Regions from separate parts of the Mus musculus genome. Here all the other regions are linked to region 3. Evidence: chromatin contacts called from public HiChIP or PLAC-seq data. All regions are on one chromosome and are shown on one strand. The core of a region is the stretch at or near the end of the contact, and the rest is flanking DNA. Distances in the headings are between cores, read along the strand shown.

Evidence for each region. HiChIP or PLAC-seq counts read pairs in DNA pulled down with a chosen protein or histone mark.
Region 1: a contact with region 3 is called in an H3K27ac HiChIP or PLAC-seq map of large pre-B cells, with 4 times the contacts expected there. The contact joins the enhancer-like site here to the promoter of Foxc1 in region 3. A contact is called at or near these places in 5 of 39 promoter capture datasets (the 3T3-L1 cell line, hippocampal neurons, maxillary cranial neural crest and 1 more) and 4 of 115 datasets of contacts at active chromatin or transcription factors (kidney, large pre-B cells, pancreatic cancer cells and 1 more).
Region 2: an HNF4G HiChIP or PLAC-seq map of pancreatic cancer cells shows a contact between it and region 3. The contact joins the promoter of Serpinb9b here to the promoter of Foxc1 in region 3. A contact is called at or near these places in 2 of 39 promoter capture datasets (liver and maxillary cranial neural crest) and 1 of 115 datasets of contacts at active chromatin or transcription factors (pancreatic cancer cells).

What each region holds. Positions count from the first base shown.
Region 1 is chr13:32,830,151-32,835,015 of GRCm38.p6, forward strand. No RefSeq gene overlaps it. Among named protein-coding and RNA genes, the nearest start is that of Serpinb1a, 19 kb to the right of the region's middle. Within about 2 kb of position 1,936, at least 119 of the 459 cell types and tissues checked have an H3K27ac peak or open chromatin away from gene starts, as enhancers often do. A contact at or near this core is called in pre-B cells, where this site is marked.
Region 2 is chr13:33,025,958-33,030,453 of GRCm38.p6, forward strand. Serpinb9b (serine (or cysteine) peptidase inhibitor, clade B, member 9b) reads left to right here and starts at 1,457. Exons shown (of 7, transcript NM_011452.3): 1 at 1,457-1,643; 2 at 3,495-3,672. The coding sequence starts at 3,505.
Region 3 is chr13:31,804,880-31,809,379 of GRCm38.p6, forward strand. It overlaps Foxc1 (forkhead box C1), which reads left to right and starts at 1,767. Exons shown (of 1, transcript NM_008592.2): 1 at 1,767-4,500. The coding sequence starts at 2,329. The coding sequence ends at 3,990.

The sequences.
Region 1 (4,865 bases), core at 686-3,185, 1.0 Mb after region 3:
CTGTCCCAGTCAGCATCACCCAGTCATTTTCTCCTGAGCCCAGAGCCCTCAAAATCCTCTTCTGTCAGATATTGGGCGCATATTCTTCATCCCCACCAAAATAAAAGTGACATATCATCACTACAAAGTAAATGGCAACTAAAGATTATTATTTTCATGACAAGTATTATCATCTTAAAGAGGCTTGCATTGGTTACTTTTATGTGGCTATGACTAAATAACTGTAAGGGAGTAAAATTTTGGGAGAACCATCATGGCAGGGAAGTTGTGTCGGGTCAGCTTACTGCTTAGGAAGTAAATGTAGTGGCGACTGTTCATGTCCCAGAAGAACACTAAACAGAGCTCCACAGGAACTGGGGGCTAGGCATTACTTCGCCCACCATGACTTCTGCCACTTGGGTCTACTCTGTAAAGGGTCCACAGTCTGTAATTGGACTGTATAATATGTATGTATATGCATATGTAATAATGGCACCATTAGCTGGGGACAAGTGGTCTAAACATTTCCTCTTCCAACACAAGTATGTCAAATATGAAGGCAACTGATGCAGCTTGCCTGCAGAGTTCCAGACATTATCAGACCTCTGAGCATTGAAGCTCTGAGATCCACCAGGAATGACTTATCTAACTTTCTTTCCGGGGGCCTGACGAAATAGCTCAGAGGGTAAAGTTCTTTACCAGGCAACTGTGAAGACAGATATTCAGAGCCCAAGAACCCATGTAAAAGCTGGGTAGGCATAGCAGCCGCTGGTAATCCTTGCAGATGATCCCTGAAGGAAACTGACTAGTGAGACCAGCTGAAATGGCATGCTGCTTGTTTAGGGAGAAGAGTCTGCTTTGATATATAAGGTATAGTAATTAAGAACACTTTGGACCACCACACACATGTACCTGCACACATACCACACACACACACACACACACACACACACACACACACAGAGGAAAACGAAATTCCTCATGGCTTAAATGAACCTAACTTCTGTCACAATACATCCCTCAAATTTCAACTGTTCTACCTAAGACTCTTTCAGCATGTTGACCACTAGAAAAAGGAACCACGTACCCTCCTGCTTTATATTGTTCAAAGGTTGGACTCCTTACCCCACCCCACCCCTGCCCTGTAGGCAGTCTAGTTCTGATCAGATCCTCCCAACACGAGAAGCTAAACCGTGAAATTTCACATCCCAGTTTCTTCCATCCTGACTGCGATAGCTGTCACAAGATTTTGCGAGTGTTGCTTTAATAGTCGATAGGAATTTCAAGTAATGCCTTAAAGTCAAACTGAAGTTGGGGCTGAAATAATAGCGAAGCATCCAGCTTTTTATGTCACAATTAAGTCTGATGAAGCCATCATTTTCTCCTGCTGCCTGGCAAGCCCAGAATATAAAGGAACTTTATTTCATGTGGGAGGGAACAGAATAGGGATAGATTTGCGGAAGTTACAGAAACAATGATAAGAAGAGATAATAAATCAACAAGGAAATTGTTGCCAGGCAACATGGTTGGTTGTCAAAGAGATAGCCTTCAGTAATAACCCTTGGCAATCTTCAATATTAGGCTGTAAATCTCTGAATAAGAATGACTGAGCTATGAGTGGATCAGGGTGGACACTCTTCCAAAGAACCAGTGCACCCAGCTCACCCATTCTGTCTGTAAACATAACTTCTGCCTCTCTGAGAACTGTGCATCTGTTTCACTGACTGGAACACTTTGTCTCTTGTGTATTTAAAATTATACTGTGATTGTAGTTTTTTTTTTTTTTTCTCAGTACAATGAACCCAGGTTGCCATCTCCCTACTTACTTGGGTCCCAGAACTCTGGCCAGAGGTAGCAAGGGCATGTGACTCACAGACAGTGAAACTGGGGTCCTGTGGGAGTTCTCCACAACCTGAAACCAAATTAGGTAGGTACAGAAGGCGGGGCTAGTTGGCTCTGGGGTAGGAGATCTGCATGAGCAGTGTCAGTCTGTAAACACTGCGGAGGAGGAAGATACAGTTGCTAGCCTTTGTACACACTGGGAGAAGGAAATACAGTTACTAGACTTTGTAGACACTTATCAGTCTTCCTAAACAGTACACCAGAACTCCCAAGAAAAGCCTTGCAATTTCTCTTGAGCCTGGCTCATATGCGAAACAGCTTTGCCTATTTCCCATGTGAGGCCTTGGGCATCCTTGACACAGCTGCGCCCAGCCTGGCCCATATGGATAATAGCTTTGTCAATTGGCCATGTGTCTGGCAGGCCTTTGCTGTCCTCCACAAAGCCTTGGCCATGATAAAAATCCATATCTCCTCAGGATTTCACTCACGCAAGCCTTCCTTTGCTCCCTATACCAGTTGATGCCAAATTCCCTTATATTATTCTTGTTAGATCACCAACATTTGACCAGTGAGTCCCGTACATTCCCAGGTCCATGAAGTCTGTAGAATGTTGGATTTGAAGGAACATTACAGAATACTGGGCCACGGTCTTCATTTCCATGGCTGTGGGATCTGCTCTATGACTGACAATCTCCTTTCTTCTTGAATCTGTGTTCCACAGAGCCTGCCTTTTATGCTTGGAGCCCTCATCCTGTCTTTTCCTTGTTAAAATAGTCTATGGCAGGAAAGTCTGCTCTGCTCACCCTTGTCTCCAGCTGCTAGGCATTTCCAGGATTCAGAAACACTGACAAATGGATGTGAGCAATGACTTCCAAGATCTACAGCAAAGCTTAGTCACCTAGAGGCTGTCCTGACATGTTTGGAAGAGTCCCTCCATCCTTCCCTCCCTTCCCCGTGTGAGGCTTTGTGCAAGACAGTGTCAGTGCATAGATGAATGGGCGGGCTCTCTGGGCTGAAAGCTGGCTCTTGAGACTGTGGACAGCTTGTGTAACATCTCTTTATTGGTTTCATCATCCATACAATGAGAACATGTTACATCTAACTCATTAGCCGGATGAGAGGATTAAAGAAGCTTAAAAATATTCTAGTATGTAGATAAGTATGAGATATATCTCCCTTTTTTGAATCTTTGCCATTATTTTTAATCAAGATGAAGCAAAATCTGCCCCCCAGAAGACTAGGACAGTCTGTTCTCATAAGTGAAGGTTAAAATCAAGGGCAGGAGAGGTCGAGGTGGAGAGGAGCCGGGATCTTTCCTATAGAGGGGTAACTTTTCTTACTGGGCTGGTGGGAATTTTAGCAGTATTAGCTAAACAATCATTTTGCTGTCTTTCATTGGGACTTGTCACATGATGGTGAGTTCACTTTACTGTTTTCAGAAAGTGAGCCGACAAAGAGGGCTTCTGAAGGGTTTCATTGCCATCACAACCGAGCTGTGGTTGAACAGCTCAGGAAGACAATGGTTTCCTGTGTAACTGGAAACAAAATTGCTTGTATCTAGGACAAGCGTTTCTTAATAGCCAAGAGAAAAGGGAAGGCAAGGGGCAGAAAAGCAAAATAAGATCGAAGTTCTTTTTAAAATCAGTTTATATTGATTGCACAAAATAGTAGGTCCCATTATGACAGATGTAAGTAAGGGGTTTAACCATGTCTATCTCTGAACACACACACACACACACACACACACACACTATTCCCACCCACCTCTCCTCGTCTTGTACCTTAATATTATGAGCCCCTTGAATTTCAGGTCTTTTTTTTTTTTCAAGGTGGGAATTCTTTGCGAATGTTGGCACACAATATTGAAGATTTAACAGTACCAGCCCTCACATTGGAATTGCTGTGAGCCAAAGGGATCGGTAAACTAAATTAAGTTTCTAGAGATCTCTTTTATTAACTAACCACAAAAGAAATTGGTGGAGCCTGGGAACACAGCTCAGTTGGTAAAGTATTTTTCTTGTCCCACAAGGACTTGAGTTTGATGTACAGAACCTATATAAAAAAATTCCATGCATGATGGTTTCCACTTATAATCCCATCTGTGGGACTTGCTGGTTTAGTTAGCTTCACTCACTTGGCCAGTTCCGGGCTGGTGAGAGATGCTATCTTTTAAAAACGTTGCTGGTTCCTGGAGAAAGATACCTAAGTCCTCTGGCATCCACCCATACATGTATTATGTATGTATATACATATATGAGGGAGAGAGAGGCAGTTAAAGAATTAGAAAAATGCAGAAAAATGTGTGAAATCATGCAACTCTTACTAATATTTACTGCAGTTGTCTTAATAGAAAACATACAGGTGACTGAGCCCAGTGGAGTATGTATGAAATATGAGCACATGGAAGGTTGAGAATTATAAATTTGAGAATTATAAATTTGAGGTTAGTCTGAGATATATAACAAGATTGTCTCAAAACGCCAAGAGAAGAAAAAAAGAAGCAGCAGAGGCTTATTAAACATGAGGGGAAGAGACTTCCTAGTGTCTTAAGTATTTTAAGGAACATGATACTTTACTCAGAAAACTGAAATCTGTGGTGCATCTACATTCATTTAAAGCTATCTGTAAAAATATTATGCAATGTTGTTTACATTTTTAAAATACAGGGAAACCATTTTCTCTGTGGAATTGAAGTCCCAGTAGGAGCTGGCGCAACAGTCCACCATGAAGGAAGGGCTGGCGCAAGCGCACTTTGAAAACCACATTCAGTAACATCCGCTTGCTCTTGCAATGCATGGCAATCCTGAACCCTGAAAATCACTCAATTTAATGAAGTATGTAAAACTGTACACCGTAGGACCCCCTTAGGGCCATTCCCTGCACTATATTCCCCCTCTCCATGCACCTCTGTGTTTATTTCTCCCATGTTGAAGTAGGGCTGCCACCTCCAACACAACGTGTTAGGGCCAGACAGTTCAGGTGTAGAAATTCTTCACATGTTATAATCTCCATATGACTCTGAGCCATCAGCTTCTCTGAGGGAG
Region 2 (4,496 bases), core at 207-2,706, 1.2 Mb after region 3:
GAAATAGGAGGTTGAAATCCCCTACTGCTCGTGGAGGACAGATAAGGACAGAGGTTGCAGAGGAAGCCAAACCTTTCCCCAAGCAAGATGAGCAAGAGAGCCACAGGCTAAAGGTCATATAGCTGTGCTCACTCCCTGCTGGGTGAGGGGTTAGCAGACTCTTGTGGAAAATGGAGCTGAGCAGAGAAGATGAGCACTCTGGAGAAATCCAAAATGCACCCCAGTGGGCTTCAGGGAGGAAGAGTTGGGAGAAAAGCTCCCATCCATAGGTTATACGGAGAGCACGTGGAGTGGAAAGCTTTATCTAGACTGAGTGCACCACAGAGGTTGAAACTGTGTGAGCTCTCAGGCTCAACCAAACCAAAATTTGATATTGTCTAGGAGAAGTAAATGAATGATCCTGTAGACAGGATGAGCCTTTCCTGGGTCTGTGAAGTCCTCCTAATGTTCCTATTTCCTAGCAAGACTTCTTTCTGCCTGGAAGTTCTGCTTATGAGTTTGCCCTCATATAGCCTCATTCTTTGTAGTTTTAAAAGCTTGTCCTTAAATAACTAAACAAAGAAATACTGGCTCTCTATTAGCTATAAAGGAGATTGAGAGTTTCTCAGCAACTTTGTAAGATGTAACATCTGAGAGCCACCAAAGCCATACATGAAGCTACTGCTGAGTCACTGCAGCCATGCTCTCCTTGAGAGCCCTGCATGCTTGGGTGTGTCTCATTCTCTGTTTTCCTACTTTTCTTCCCTTTGTGTTTTACTCATTTTAAATATATTTGTGTTTGCTTCTCAATAAATCCAACTCCATCTCACACTGTCTCTTCATGAAATTTCTTTCTGTGCCAAATTCAAGAATGGTGGACTCACTTGAGTTGAGATTTCTGGACACAATCCAACTCCTACAGATGGCATCGAGTAGCAAGACTGTTCTCTGTGCCCCAGTCACAGCCACCTTGGACACTTAAGGCTGAGCCTCTGAAACATCAGGTTAGTAATAGAATACCACATACATGAGCACATATTCTGTTCACAAGAAATGCTCATGACTGAGGAGAAAAGCATGAAATGCATTAGTATTTGACAGGAGAGTAGGACTAGTGTTTAAGAAATTGGCTTTGAGCTGGGTAGTGGTGGCACACACCTTTAATCCCAGAACTTCGGACACAGAGACAGGCAGATTTCTGAGTTTGAGGCCAGCCTGGTCTGTAGAGTGAGATTCCCAGGACAGCTAGGGCTACACAGAGAAAGGGTGACTTGATTAAAAACAAAACAAGAAGAACAAACAAACAAACAAACAAAAGGAAACGGGCTTTGATACTGCGCACCCTCCATATCCCCCATGCCCCACCCCAAACCAAGAATGCTATCCAGCAATGATTCTCTTTGTCACACAGCAAAAACTCCTGCTATTTTCCCTTCCTCTAAGGGCCCACCCAGTTTTTTTTTCCCCAACCCTCACCAGTCCTCTTCTTGCAAAGGATAGAGCTGGAGGCAGCCTATCTCTCTGTAGGTGGCCAGAGGCACTAAACAGGAAGTCCCTGCCCTGAAGTGAATGAATAAAAGGCTCAGCTGAATCTGGAAGGCTGCTGTGTTAAGCTATAGGGGACATCCAGGCTGAAAAAGCTACATTGAGCAGCAGCTACTCAGGTAGGTTTTTTGCCTGGCTCAGATTGGGGTTGTGGGACCTCCATAAGTCAGTTTTAGAATACAAAGGCTGAATCCAGGAGGGAAACTCAGGAATATTAAGTTAGGGAAAGAGAGAGCTGGGAGCTGGTGTGTGATGGGTATTTTAAAAAGGAGACTCCAAGAGGAACCCCAGCTGGCCAAGTGTCAGGGAGGCTGATCCTGGGGACTGGGACCTAGGCTGTGTTGGCTCCTCTTCTACTAGTCAGGTTAGGGGCTGCAAGGTGTTAGCAGCCTCTTCACAGGCCTCCTTCCGTGCTTCTTCTCAGTACCTACAATTGGCAATTTGACTGCCTTAGCCTTCTCTCCTCCTTTCTTACAAAAGTGAACTCTTTTAAATCAGGTCCTTTTAAACATCTGGAGGTCTCTAGTCCAAATTTGAGCACTGCTCATTGCCATTTATAAAACAGTTCACTCCATGCTGACAGTAATCATGTCTTTGATGAATTTATCTGAGTAATCCCTTTATCTGACGCTGCTTCCAGGTGCTTACTCTTAGGGTGTCAGACATCTCCCTTAACTTCACAGAGATCCAGAATATGGACGATGGTGGACAGCAATCAGTAAGAGAAAGGTGACACTTAAGAGTAATGAGCAGACCCGGGGTGGGGCAGCTGCACTAGGGTAGGACAGCAGAGGCCCTGAGGCTGTCCTGTTCCAATGAAGTTGGAAGGGGGAGGAGTTTGAACTCAGTGACAGGGATGGGGTAGGAGAACTTCTAGGTGAAGTAAACAGCACTTCAAGGACTCAGAAGCAACTTTAAAGTGACCTAAGGGTAGGCAGGAATGCAGGAGGAGGGGCAAGCTGGGTTAGATGAGAGGACCACCTTGAGGGTAATTCATTTGATATAATGCAGCCCCACCTTTCCCTCAGAGCCCTGGGAGACTTCAGGGGAGGACCCAGAGGATCTAAGTATACTCCCAGGATGCTGTGTCCCTCTGTCTGAAGAGTAGGAAGAAGCATGGGTTGAGGTGTCCTGAGACTCCCGAGGCTTTTGATCTGTATTTTAGCACAGTACCATGCACTCTGAAACAGACTTCCAGGGTTCAAGAGTCATATGACAGTGAGAGCACAGTCATGGAATGCACAGTGACTCAGACCTGGGTTAAGGCATCTGGAGCAGTGACGTAGTCTGGGTCAAGCTGTCCATTTATCTGGAAGCTGAGGCATGCTCAAGAGAAAAGCAGCCTGGGTGTCTGCAGAGGATACAAGGTCTCCTGAGCAGTCACTGCAGGGGAATGCTCCCTGCTACACAACAGAGTTGATAACACCAGCCTGTTTTGGGGTGTCATTCAGCATCTCAGAGTCTTTCCTGTCTAACTGCAAATGGGCACTGTCTCATGAGATATCTGGGTATCTCAGGAGACTTATTCACAGGCAGAGTCCAGAATGCAGAGTTGCTGAAGGCAGGCTAGAAGACCTAGATGCTCCTGTCTGTTTTCTTCCTTGCTTCCTCTTCTCTTCCTCCTTCTCTTTAGCCAAAGCTCAACATTCTTCAGAAGATATGTATGTGTGTGTATGGAAGGAGACTAGAGCCAGCCTCTCTCTGCTGTGTCCTGGGTTTGTTTCTGATGATCTTTCCTTTCTTTTCCTTTCTCTGTAGATGAGAAAGAAGGTAGTATGGTCTGCTGCCATGGCCACACTTCCTAATAACTTTAAAAATGGATAGACTGTGAACTAGAACGAATTTTTGAAATTCAATTTAAAGTACTTATGATCTTGGAATATTAATCAGAAGTAGAGTCCCAAGTTTCCCTGCTTCCGACCAATGAACCTTCACCTCTGTGTTGAGTCCCATATCTCCTTTCCCTCCAGACTCTGCATCATGAGTACTCTGTCTGAAGCAAATGGCACCTTTGCCATCCATCTATTGAAGATGTTATGTCAAAGCAACCCTTCCAAAAATGTATGTTTTTCTCCTGTGAGCATCTCCTCTGCTCTAGCTATGGTCCTCCTGGGTGCAAAGGAGCAGACCGCAGTCCAGATATCTCAGGTATGTTCTCTGTCATAACCCTACCCATGTCACATGCATAAGAACTGCTGATAAGGGACAGTAGGAATGTGCACACACTGTTTTATGGAGCAAGGGCTAAAGAGGAAGGGGAGAGTCTCCTCCAGTAAGACTTCTTTAAGGGCAATGAGATTTCCTGAGTAACAACTAGGGTGGAACTCTCAATACTTTGTTTAGAATTCATTTACCAGTGGCGCATAAATAATTTCATGCTATACCTTGTCCCCATGCAGCTCTTTCAGGAATATGAACTAAGGGCCAGATAGCAAACTCATGGTTCTACCTTAATTATAAATGGGTGTTTTTGACATATTTCAATTAGAAATAGCTGAGTTTAGTTAAAGGGCAACAGTTTAGATATATTTTATATAGACTTGTAGTCTTCCAAAGTATCAGAAGTAGACAGACTATGACATTTATAGCTATTGCATTATTAAAAATCATTTCTGCTCCTGACAGTACTCCCTTTACATTTTGGAGAGTGTTTTTGTAGTAAGCTGGCTCACGGCCTACATGAACCGGGTATTTCTGGAAGGCAGGCTGGGGCTGAAAGAGAGACTAGAGAGAAGCATGAGGCCAAGACAAATTTTCTCTGATCAAGGCCCGCGAGTTTACTAAGAGAATGTGCTTATAAAGGGGGTGGAGGGGCATATCCCCCCCCCCCCCCCCCCCCCCCCCGCCAATCCATTCTTGGTGCCTGGAGCCAGCCTGGATAGGATGTGTCTCCAGAATGTCTCAAGGGTCTCTCAGCAGGTAGCAGAGTCTCTGAGAAGAGCAGTGATAGTTGACATAACAATATAGCCATC
Region 3 (4,500 bases), core at 517-3,016:
ACAACTGCTGACTCTGGTACTTCTCCCAGTCCAACAGTGTCCTTAGTCTTGCAAACATCTGGGAATAGAGGATCAAGTGAGCCCACATTGTGCTAGACCAGGATGCAAACTGCTTGCTTCCCTTTGAGAGAGAGAGAGAGAGAGAGAGAGAGAGAGAGAGAGAGAGAGAGAGAGAGTGTTGTGTTTGTGTGTGAATTCTAGAAACATGAGTCTTCTTTCCTTGATATAAATGCCCATTTTGAAATTACACACATGTATGTATTATGTATGTATGTGCGTATAAGCATATGTTCAAGCAAAACAGAGCTGTGCCTACTGCATAAATAAGCATCTTTATCTACTAAGGGAGAGGTGGTGGTGATGGTGTGTGTGTGTTAGTGAGGGAAAGAAGGTTCAAGTCGGTAAACCTTTTGACTCCCAGCAAGTCCTAGCGTTAAAGATTACCAGAAATCGGAGGAACCGAGGTGAAAAATATTCACAAACACTTTTTCACAGTGTTTCTCTCAAACCCATCTTCTAGCAAACGACCTGGTGCCCACTCTGTCAGATTTTTTTTTTCTGGACCAGTTGCTGAAATACAGGGTTGTTTTTCAGTCAGAGGGAGGCCTATCCTCTCAGATCCTCCAATACCGCCCCCCCACCCCCATCTCTACCCATCCTGTTCTAGTCACCCAGAGGCTGCAGCCTTGAGGTTTAATCACGGAATATCTAGGATCATTCGGGGCTTATCTCTTCAAAATCTTTAAGCCGCCTTGTAGGTGCAATTCTGAACACTTCCTCCAACTCAGACTCTGTGAGACAGCTGCCCTGGAATGGGTAGAGGCTGAGAGTGGCTGGGGGAAGCCTTAAGTTCTTGGGGATATTTACCTGACTCTGCTTCACCACAACTACTAATGTCACCGAGCTCTTTTGAACTTAACTGCCCCTACGAGCCAAAATGTACTGGTCAGGACAGAGGGGCAACGCATGGTTTGTCGAGGAAACTTCTGGAGTCCTCTTAGCCCGAACTCTCTAGCTCTTTTAAGCCCTGGAACGCCTGTGAACCCCGTGCTCCTCAATGTGGCCTACACATTCCATCAGCTTAACACACGTTTGAAGTTCCAAGTTTCTATCCCCTCCGCTTACTGCTAGCAGGGAGTGGGGCGAGGCACCGAAATACCATCTTCTTCCTCACTGGAACCCCGGCGGCTGTAACAGCCTTGGTAACCTAAAGTCGGACTGGAGAACCTGCCTGTGGAGAGCAAATGTGATGTTGGTGTGACCGGTGATAGCAGGGAGAGGGATATTCGGAAAGGAGAGGACAAGGGATGGGCGGAGGGCTGGAAAGGACGGAGAAACTCCCGGCGCTGGAGACAGCACGGTAGAGTAAGGACTGAGGCAGATCCTGTGTGACTCGAGGGCTCCGTGGAGGCCTGGGAACAGTGGACGCAGGAAGGGTCTCCGGGCCGGTGAGGACTCCGAAAGTCCGCAGACCGGGAGAACCGCAGAGTCTGGGAGTGAGTGGGTGGGTGCGGTGGGAGGACCGAGCGCGGGCTGCGGGCAGGGGCGCGGGCGCCGGGCCCGGGCAGCCGGCGCGCGTGTGGTCAGCCCCGCGGTCCTCCAGCCGCCAGGAGCGGGCCGGCAGAGCTCGGCCGCTGGCTCATTCACAGGCGTCTCTCGCCTCCCATTGGCTGCCGCCTCCGTAGTGGGGCGGGGCTCCCCTGCCCGGAAAAAAATGTAACTGCGTAAAAAAGTCCTCGCCTGGGTGACGGATGCTCAAAAGTTCAGAAGTTTTCCCAATGCTTCCTTAAGCGGCCGGCGCAAGAGACTGAGAAAAGGTGACGCGGGGGCCCGGGAAGGCGGCCGGCGCGCTGCCCCCGCCCCTGGTTATTTGGCCGCCTTAGCCAGCAGCCCCGAGCAGTGTCTCCTGGAAGGCGCAGGCAGTGGCGAGCAGGGCGCCTTATTTTTTTTATTTGTTTTTGTTTTTTTTTTTTTTTAATTTTTTTTTAACTTTTGTCTCTTTTTTTGCCCCGACTGCGCCTGGAAGTTGATCCGAACGTTCCTCCGAGGCGGCTTGCAGCGTCCTGGTCTGGCCCTCTCCGGGTGCAGCGACCCTCCCTCGCCGCCCGCGCGGGAACTGAGTGGGCTGCGAGGCGCCAGGCGAGCGCAGGGAGAGGCCGAGCGGCCCAGGGCGCAAGGAGGCGGCCGCGGCCGGGACAGACGCAGCGCGGAGGGGCCCGCGGTAGCTCGGCGCGGCCCGGACTCGGACTCGGCGGCCGGTGCGGCGCGGCCCGGCCCGAGCGAGGGTGGGGGGCGGCGGGCTGCGCCTGGCGGCGGCGAGCCGGGGCCATGCAGGCGCGCTACTCGGTGTCCAGCCCCAACTCCCTGGGAGTGGTGCCCTACCTCGGCGGCGAGCAGAGCTACTATCGCGCTGCCGCGGCGGCGGCCGGGGGCGGCTACACCGCCATGCCGGCCCCTATGAGCGTGTACTCGCACCCTGCTCACGCCGAGCAGTACCCGGGCAGCATGGCGCGCGCCTACGGGCCTTATACGCCGCAGCCGCAGCCCAAGGACATGGTGAAGCCGCCCTACAGCTACATCGCTCTTATCACCATGGCCATCCAGAATGCCCCGGACAAGAAGATCACTCTGAATGGCATCTACCAGTTCATCATGGACCGCTTCCCCTTCTATCGGGACAATAAGCAGGGCTGGCAGAACAGCATACGGCACAACCTCTCGCTCAACGAGTGCTTCGTCAAGGTGCCCCGCGACGACAAGAAGCCAGGCAAGGGCAGCTACTGGACGCTCGACCCGGACTCCTACAACATGTTCGAGAACGGCAGCTTCCTGCGGCGGCGGCGGCGCTTCAAGAAGAAGGACGCAGTGAAGGACAAGGAGGAGAAGGGCCGGCTGCACCTCCAAGAACCGCCACCGCCGCAGGCCGGCCGCCAGCCCGCGCCCGCGCCCCCGGAGCAGGCCGAGGGCTCCGCTCCCGGGCCACAGCCGCCGCCCGTGCGCATCCAGGACATCAAGACGGAGAACGGTACGTGTCCCTCGCCTCCCCAGCCCCTGTCCCCGGCTGCCGCCCTAGGCAGCGGCAGCGCCGCCACAGTGCCCAAAATCGAGAGCCCCGACAGCAGCAGCAGCAGCTTGTCGAGCGGGAGCAGCCCCCCGGGCAGCCTGCCGTCGGCGCGGCCGCTCAGCCTGGACGCTGCAGAACCCGCGCCGCCGCCACAGCCTGCGCCGCCGCCGCATCACAGCCAGGGCTTCAGCGTGGACAACATCATGACGTCGCTGCGGGGGTCGCCGCAGGGTTCGGCCGCTGAGCTCGGTTCCGGCCTCCTGGCCTCGGCGGCTGCGTCCTCGCGCGCGGGCATCGCGCCCCCGCTGGCGCTGGGTGCCTACTCTCCGGGCCAGAGCTCCCTCTACAGCTCCCCCTGCAGCCAGAGCTCCAGTGCGGGCAGTTCGGGCGGCGGGGGTGGCGGCGGCGGCGGAGGCGGCGGCAGCAGCAGCGCTGCGGGTACGGGGGGCGCCGCCACTTACCACTGCAACCTGCAGGCTATGAGCCTGTACGCGGCGGGCGAGCGTGGCGGCCACTTGCAGGGTCCGGCGGGAGGCGCGGGCAGCGCGGCGGTGGACGACCCCCTGCCCGACTACTCGCTGCCTCCAGCGACCAGCAGCAGCTCTTCGTCCCTGAGTCATGGCGGGGGCGGCCAGGAGGCCAGCCACCACCCTGCATCCCACCAGGGCCGACTCACCTCGTGGTACCTGAACCAGGCAGGTGGAGACCTGGGCCACTTGGCGAGCGCGGCGGCGGCTGCGGCGGCCGCAGGCTACCCTGGCCAGCAGCAGAACTTCCACTCGGTGCGGGAAATGTTCGAGTCTCAGCGGATCGGCTTGAACAACTCCCCGGTGAATGGGAATAGTAGCTGTCAGATGGCTTTCCCTGCCAGTCAGTCTCTGTACCGCACGTCGGGGGCTTTCGTCTATGACTGTAGCAAATTCTGACCCTATTCCCGGCACTCTTAGAGCCAAATGGAATGGAACCCCAGAGCAGGAACAGTAAAAGAATCCAGCAATGCAAAATCGAAACTAAAAACATACAAATTTTAAAACTTGAGAAGATTCCTCACACCAGCGAACAGAATCTCTCCTGAAATTCAGCTCACCAGCATCAGCTCAAAGAAAACCTATTTTCCTAAAAGATTAATGCAGAACCTCCTCCATTTTTGCCTTATCTAAGTAAGCAAAACCGTAAACTATTTTGTACAGACAACAAAATCATGGTTTATTAAAGGACAGTTTACTCCAGATACCACGTAAGTTTCTTGCGTTCAGAGACTCGCTTTCCTGCTCATTCGTCTTGCCCCTCTGCCTCTGCCTTGCCTCTCACCTGTAAGATATTTTATCCTATGTCGAAAGAACGGGAAAGTACCTGTTTATGAAAATCGCTTTCTTTTTATTCATGGACTTGTTTTTAAATGTAAATTGCAACATAGTAATTTATTTTTAATTTGT